Linked DNA regions of Zea mays: region 1 is linked to region 2. A link is a contact called in public Hi-C data. All regions are on one chromosome and are shown on one strand. The core of a region is the stretch at or near the end of the contact, and the rest is flanking DNA. Distances in the headings are between cores, read along the strand shown.

Region 1 (3,567 bases), core at 743-3,242, 250 kb before region 2:
CAAAAAAGGTGGTAATGGTAGTTCAAAATAACAAAAGAAAGTAGCAGAATCTTCTTCGTACCTTCTACCTTGCAGAAATCAGCCTTGGTGTATGGTCGTTCCCTATTCCGCTCTTCACACAAGAGGAAGATAGTAAGATCATCGGCTAAGGTTCACACGACGAGCAGCTGAGCACCATGCAACAAGCAGATCCCGCGAGAAATGGACTTATAGAACACAAAGGTCATGTGGATCTACACTCGAGGCGAGGCAGACGGTTCCGGCGGTCGTCTTGGTCGCGCTCGATCGACGCCGGGAGTTTGGGTCACAGGCGAGCGCGACCGTCGCGGTGTAGGACTCACTACTAGAATCCAGGCTTTTGCCGAGTGTCCGGCGCTTTGCCGAGTGTTTTTTATCGGACACTCGGCAAAGACGGCAAGCGCTCGGTAAAGAGCTTGTTTACCGAGTGTGGGACACTCGGCACATAGAAACACTCGGCAAAGACTGCTTTGGCAAAGACTCCGTCTCCGTCGCCCGTCGCTGTAACGGCTGCTTTTCTTTGCCGAGTGCCCGAGAAAAAGTGCTCGGCAAAGAATGCTTTGCCGATGCACTATATGCCGAGCCCTCTTTGGCGAGTGCGACACTCGGCAAAGTGTTTGCCGAGTGTTTTTAAAGCTTTGCCGAGTGCTTCAGACACTGTAGGTTGTTGCGGGAGCGGCGTCCTCGATGATTGCAGGGGCTGTGGTTTAGCCGGCGATTGCGACGCCCGGTAACATAACAGGCGACCGAGGTCATCGTGGTGAAGGTGTCTGCGGCGTCGTCCTCGACGATCGCGGAAGTGGCCAACGCGGTGCCGGGTGCAGATGGGAGAGGCCGGGTGTAGTCGCGTTGGCGGCCGTGATCGCGACGAGGCGGGGCGTAGTCACGTTGAGGTGGGCTGTGATCGCGGTGGAACTGAATCGAAGGATTGATGATGATGAGTAGCGTTGAGGGTGATCTAATAAAGAATGGTCGTCGGATGTGTACGAGTAAGAGAGTAAATCAGATGATCAGGAACGTTGTTTTTTTGATAGTGGGATTTTCTAGGGTTAAAACGTTGGGTAGATTTAGTAGAGGCATGAGTGTACGTGTGGGGTGTTTTATAAGGTGTACGTAGCTTAGTTTAAAATGGTGATTTTAAAGGGTAGAGATACATTGCAGTTATTATCATTTGTTTGACGCATAGTAACTTGATAACATGGGGAGGTTACACGCAGGCTCAAACAAACGTCTAACAATGTGAATTAATAGTGCCGTGATGTGATCCCGGCAAAAAAGCATCAAACCAAATAGCACCTTTGGATTTGGTTGCGGCAGCCATCGGGTGACGACGTGTGGGGAGTAGAGGACGCCAGAGAAGATGGCCATGGCAATGGATCGGGTGAAGCAAAAATCCACCCGTGATCACATTTGTAAAGTCTATCTAAACTCATCTGTGATCAGACCCAGAGATGCAATTTTAAACCCGCACCCAAACTCGTCGGGTTTTTCAGGTGAGTTTCGAGTCACTCGCGAGTTTTACTCATTGGACACTTTCAAGCAATAATTCAGCTATAAGTAACTAAATACCAACAATAATTAAGTTATATCTATAGATTTTAAGCCTTCTTACGTTGAGCAACAACAAAACACTTCATGAATTATTAAGCAAGTCAATTATTTAAAATAATTACTACTATATCTTAATCATTATTGTGAGTGAACCAAATTTCGGATCGGGTGCGGGTCATCTATGCGTTAAAATAGAAAATTCGCATCAATACCCGTGAAACTTTTGATCAGGCGCGGGTTTCACTTATGGGTCAAAATCTTCATCACCCGCATCCATCGGGTTTTGTGCTTACGGGTTAAATAATTGCCATCCCTACCAGATGGAACCCCCGCGAGTCACGCAGTCGCAGACTCTCTGCTCATCTGATGGGCTGGCTTGAGTAAACATTTGGCCCAACGGCCTTGACCGGGCCAGAAATTCACATATACTGAGTTATTCTGGGCCACGTATAGGGCCGTTGTCCTAGTCGCTTTAGGCCCGTATCTACCTCTATGTCGAGTAACATAATAACCCAAAAAGTATATTTTTTCATCGTCTGTGCACTGTTCCTCCCGTCGTCCCGCGCGTGGACTGCCCGTCGTGCGTTCCTCACTTGCGCCCGTCTCCGAGCCAAGTCCAACTCGTGAAGAAAGTCCGTCTGCGTGCTGTCACGGTCACGGGGCTAAGACTGTCAGACTGCTGCAAAATAGTGAACTCCTCTCGCAGCACGGCTTGACAAAATAGCCCACTCGAAAAGTGCTCATGGATCGGTTGCACATTTCTTGGTTTTTGACTTTTTGTTTAGGATTGGATAGTTCGGAGAATCTTGCATGCCTCATTGCCTCTGGATATACTGTCGAATTTAATCCATGCACTCGTTAGGAACAGGGTAGTGTCAACTGTCAAGGCGTCGATGCAAGGATTTTTTTTATATAAGAAAAGCGTGCACCCAAACATGCCAAAATACATAGTTGTAAACTTCATAAAATTTTAAGAACCATAGTATGAATTTTTGGAGGGTCTCTTTTTGCTACTCGAAAATCCTTAAAAAAGCAATCTAGATATAGAGTTTGAAGGTATTATTAACCTGTCATCGTCACGGGTTATGAGAAAGCAACCTAAACTCCGGAGCAAAGCTGCTCCACACAAAGTTTGATAATTTTTACATACGGTTTTGGTTATGAAAGGCTAGTGAAATAAAATGGTTGGTCCGATCAAGAAAATCACCTGTGGAAACGTTTTTATCGACGATTTTATTTACAAACCCGCCGATAGAAATCGTGCATTTTTTACTCGCGGTTTTTCTTAAGAAAACTGCTAGTAGAAATCATATTTTCACAGGTGGTTATGAAACTTTGTAGTTTTCAACCTTTTCATTTGAAATCATTTAGGCTATCAAAATTACATCTAATTTGTTAAATTTTAAAATACAAATTTTACAAATAGTCTCGGATGGAAAAATTACCAAAATAAAACTTGTAGAACTCTAAAAGTTATTAAACTTTGTAGTTGACAAGTTTTTCGTTTGAATTAGTTTACAACCTCAAACAACCAATATATAATCGGTTTGTTCTAATATGTGAGTAAAAAAATTGATATCTAGACACAACTTAAGTGATGGTGGAGTGGTAAAGGATGATATACGCGAGGGTGAGGTGTCAGTTTGAGTGCTCGTAGCCAAATTCCACTGGCGTTTCTCAATTAACCGCAGTGAGTGGAGCAGAGCTATGCTAAATTGAAACCTTGCCATAGATAACACAATTTTTCCCCCAAATGCTCCTCTTAGGGTCTGTTTGGTTGGGCTGTGGCTGTGAAAAAAGTTACTGTGAGCTGTGAGCTGTAGAAAAAGCTGCTGTAGGCTGTAAGCTGTTAAAAAGCTAAAAACCGTTTAGTGGAAATCACTAAAAGTCATTAAAAGTTCTTCGATATATGTTTTCACAGTTTCATCCGAAAAGCCACTAAAAGCAGGTCCAGGGGTGCTTTCAGATTTACACTGCGAGAAAGTCAGCTTTTAGAAA
Region 2 (3,722 bases), core at 1,035-3,534:
CTCTCTCTCTCTCTCTCTCTCTCTCTCTCTCTCTCTCTCTCTCTCTCTCTCTCTCTCTCTCTCTCTCTCTCTCTCTCTCTCTCTCTCTCTCTCTCTCTCTCTCTCTCTCTCTCTCTCTCTCTCTCTCTCTCTCTCTCTCTCTCTCTCTCTCTCTCTCTCTCTCTCTCTCTCTCTCTCTCTCTCTCTCTCTCTCTCTCTCTCTCTCTCTCTCTCTCTCTCTCTCTCTCTCTCTCTCTCTCTCTCTCTCTCTCTCTCTCTCTCTCTCTCTCTCTCTCTCTCTCTTCTCTCTCTCTCTCTCTCTCTCTCTCTCTCTCTCTCTCTCTCTCTCTCTCTCTCTCTCTCTCTCTCTCTCTCTCTCTCTCTCTCTCTCTCTCTCTCTCTCTCTCTCTCTCTCTCTCTCTCTCTCTCTCTCTCTCTCTCTCTCTCTCTCTCTCTCTCTCTCTCTCTCTCTCTCTCTCTCTCTCTCTCTCTCTCTCTCTCTCTCTCTCTCTCTCTCTCTCTCTCTCTCTCTCTCTCTCTCTCTCTCTCTCTCTCTCTCTCTCTCTCTCTCTCTCTCTCTCTCTCTCTCAGCCCCTGCCTGCAAACTGGCCAAACATCCCAACAAGAGGGTGGTCGGTTGCACCACCCCGAAGAAAACAAAACAAAACAAAACCTTCCGTCAATTCCGCTCTGGCAGCGCTTCGTTCGCTCCTGCAAGTCTGTAACCACCGGTCCTACCACTGGCACTGGGCCGTTGTTTCCATCCGCGAGATAAAGCCACAGCTTCAAGCCTCCAACTGCAAGCAGAAGCATTCGTCGTTGCCCTGGAAACCCAAAAACTACGTGCAACGTTAACTGCTGGTGCCCTGAATTAGACTTGGCCGATGTCAGTGAGAGTAGTGACCATTAATTTGCTCTTCTTTGCATTAATTACAGGGCAAAAAGCATGTGCATGCATGGTGCCCGCTTGTGGATCTGGCAATTCCTTGTTAGGGAAAGACCGGTTCCAGGAATCGACAACACAGTAGCTGATCTCCTCATGATCTTGCAGGAAAAATAATTAGTTGTTGGCAAACTGGTGCACTTCAGAGATTTTACTTTTTACCGTAGGGTTTTTTTTTTAATCTTTTCTCACCTACGGCGTACGGGTAACGGCCTTTCTAGTTTCTACCGTCTAGAAAACAAGAGAGAGAGGGAGAGAGGAGATTTTCAGTCAGGTAATTTTGTTTACTCGGCCCATTTGATTGGGACGGCCCACGTCCACATTCTAGTAACCAAGCACATTTGGTTTGGTTCTGCCATTTATTCAGTCAAGAACGACCCATGTTCTTTGAATCAAAATGTGAAAACGTCAGGTACATGGACTTATAGGGTGTTTGGTTTTAGGATTGAGCTAGACTATCATTGTCTCATTTCTCACTTTTTTGAGTTTGGTTTGTCAAATGAAATGAGTTGATTCATCACCACATCATTCCTCATATAGTTAGTTAGTACCGATATTAGAAATGAGATCATCTCACCAAACTTGAGTAATAGATCCATGATACACCACCTCAATTTGGATGGAGTGTTTTCTCAAACCAAACACCCCCTTAGTTTCTATAATGGTTTAGGGTCAAAGTAATTTTTTTAGATTTTGGAAATGACTCAAATAATTGTAAAACAATTGGATTGTTGTCCAAAGTAGTTTGAGTTGTCATTAAAAACGTGTGAAGACTACAAAATAGGGATAAAACAAAGGTTACACTCCAAAATAGGGGCAATAGCACAATTGTTCATTGTAATTTTTATCAAGACTTGACATCGTTCAGTATAACTGACGGAGTAGAATCATACACAATAGTTTTGTTTTGAAAAAAAAAAACAGAGACAGACACGCATGATGTCTGTAGTTATACCCTAAAAAAAGGGCAGTGACGCAATTGTTCCATAAACGAATTGTATTGTTCGTCTTGTCAATCAAATGCACAAGGCTAAACTTACCGGGAAGAGGCAGGATGTGGAGCCCACTTGGCCATGGAGAAGAAAACCTCCAATAGTCAACGTAGCCACCAGTGATTACCTCTTAGAATTGGCCTAGCCGCTAGCGAGTCACTCGGACCTATTTTTAATCTAAATGAATACGTTACGTTGTTCATTGAAGGGTTTTCCTTCTTTGTTTTCCTTTTCAAAAGTGGAGAAATGAATAACAATTGAAAAAACAAAACGAAAGTGAGTGATTGACCCGACTGGGCCACTTCAAGGCTAAATGCGGCCCAGCCCGGCAAGCTCTCTGTCTCCCTCGCGCCTGCACACGTACGGAGGGAGGACAGGGAGACTGAAGCCCCTGGCGGCCGCAGCGTCAACGTCGCCCGCGCTCTAGGCGGCGGTATGTCTGGACGAATGACGCTGTCGTCCTCGTCCGCACCGTGCCGGAAGTCTCCACCACACCATCAAATAGGTGCACCTCGCCTCGTTATCCCATTTGAGGAAGAAGTACCAGTTCTTCTGTCTTGTCTTTGATTTGATCCACCTGATTCCGGCGATTTGCGGAGGTTCGGCAGCTGCTCCACTGAGGTTGGATTAGTCGGTGGTGGCGCTGTGACGCTCCGATCCTTGTGGCGGTGTGCACGGTCACTTGCGTCTGTTGTCGAGTGAGCCGTCGTCGGACGTCAGCTGTGGCGGCGATTGAGAGGTGGTGGGCGCCCTATCACGGGCTGATTGATGGGCAGCGTCTTCGCGCGCGTGACATATGGTTGTGCCTCGTGCGATGTGCCCATCGGGTGGTGGTACCGTCGTGATGTGCTGCTGGTTTTCACCGGCACCGTGCTATAGTTGTGTCAGGTGCTTGTGTGTGGCTTTGTTCCCGTGGTGTTATCAACCGTGATCTGGCTGGGTTCCCTGCTGGTGTTCGTTCGGTTGTTAGTATCATGATGTCTCCTTCCGCTCAGACAGCTGCTCAGGGCCCGTTCCTGATTTTTTAGGGGCCCAGAATAAGATTATAAACAGAGGCCATAATTTATATATTAAGAGCTCTGGGCTTCCAATAATAGAGGAAGCCTAGGATAGTCAACATGGACATTTTGGTTGAACCACACCGAGTCAACAGGTCCTAGTCACGGCGCCGTTACCTCTGTCAGCCAGCCACCTCTCCCACGTTTCCTGTTTCTAAAACCGTAGTCGCGCATTCAACGGAGACAAACCAGCCGCGCAGATTTTCCTTTCGTCGGAGGCGACTCACCAGGCGATTTCCGCGCCTCCAAACCAGCGCAGCGCCAATCCACCGCCGCTCCAATCCAGCGCCCTTCCATTCCACCTTACATCCTTCAATCTCCCAGCATTGGAGCCCGATTCAAGAAGTTCTAGGTAATCCAACATTGAAATACACCGAGTTTGCCGTCGATTTTTTGAAGCCTATCGGTCGATTGAAGTGGATTTGATTGTAACCCTTATTCTCCAGCTAAATGTGTGATTTGTATCCGCTTAGACATCACTATAATCGGGTCATTGCATCGCGCATTGTATCTCTTTTTTGTTTAGGAGCCCCGATATTAGGGCATGTGTATTTATTCTATATTCCCACTATCGCCCGACATTTATATATTTAGACAAAGGCTGTGGATTAGGTATTTACTGATGAGTTAGCAGAGAGTACTCTTATACAACCCAAGTAACACATATATGCTTTTTGTATGTAATATATATGCTTATCTTCAGTACTGTTTATGCACATTCACCTGAGTCATTTGTTTACACATTTGTTT

Evidence for each region. Hi-C and Micro-C count contacts between places; a contact is called where the count stands out from the background.
Region 1: a contact with region 2 is called in a Hi-C map of ear, with 2.0 times the contacts expected there. The contact joins two enhancer-like sites. A contact is called at or near these places in 2 of 25 Hi-C or Micro-C datasets (ear and tassel).

What each region holds. Positions count from the first base shown.
Region 1 is chr4:15,468,541-15,472,107 of Zm-B73-REFERENCE-NAM-5.0, reverse strand. No RefSeq gene overlaps it. Among protein-coding and RNA genes, the nearest start is that of LOC109945996, 100 kb to the left of the region's middle. Within about 2 kb of position 1,992, at least 17 of the 20 cell types and tissues checked have an H3K27ac peak or open chromatin away from gene starts, as enhancers often do. A contact at or near this core is called in ear and tassel, where this site is marked.
Region 2 is chr4:15,221,148-15,224,869 of Zm-B73-REFERENCE-NAM-5.0, reverse strand. No RefSeq gene overlaps it. Among protein-coding and RNA genes, the nearest start is that of LOC103655123, 48 kb to the right of the region's middle. Within about 2 kb of position 2,284, at least 16 of the 20 cell types and tissues checked have an H3K27ac peak or open chromatin away from gene starts, as enhancers often do. A contact at or near this core is called in ear and tassel, where this site is marked.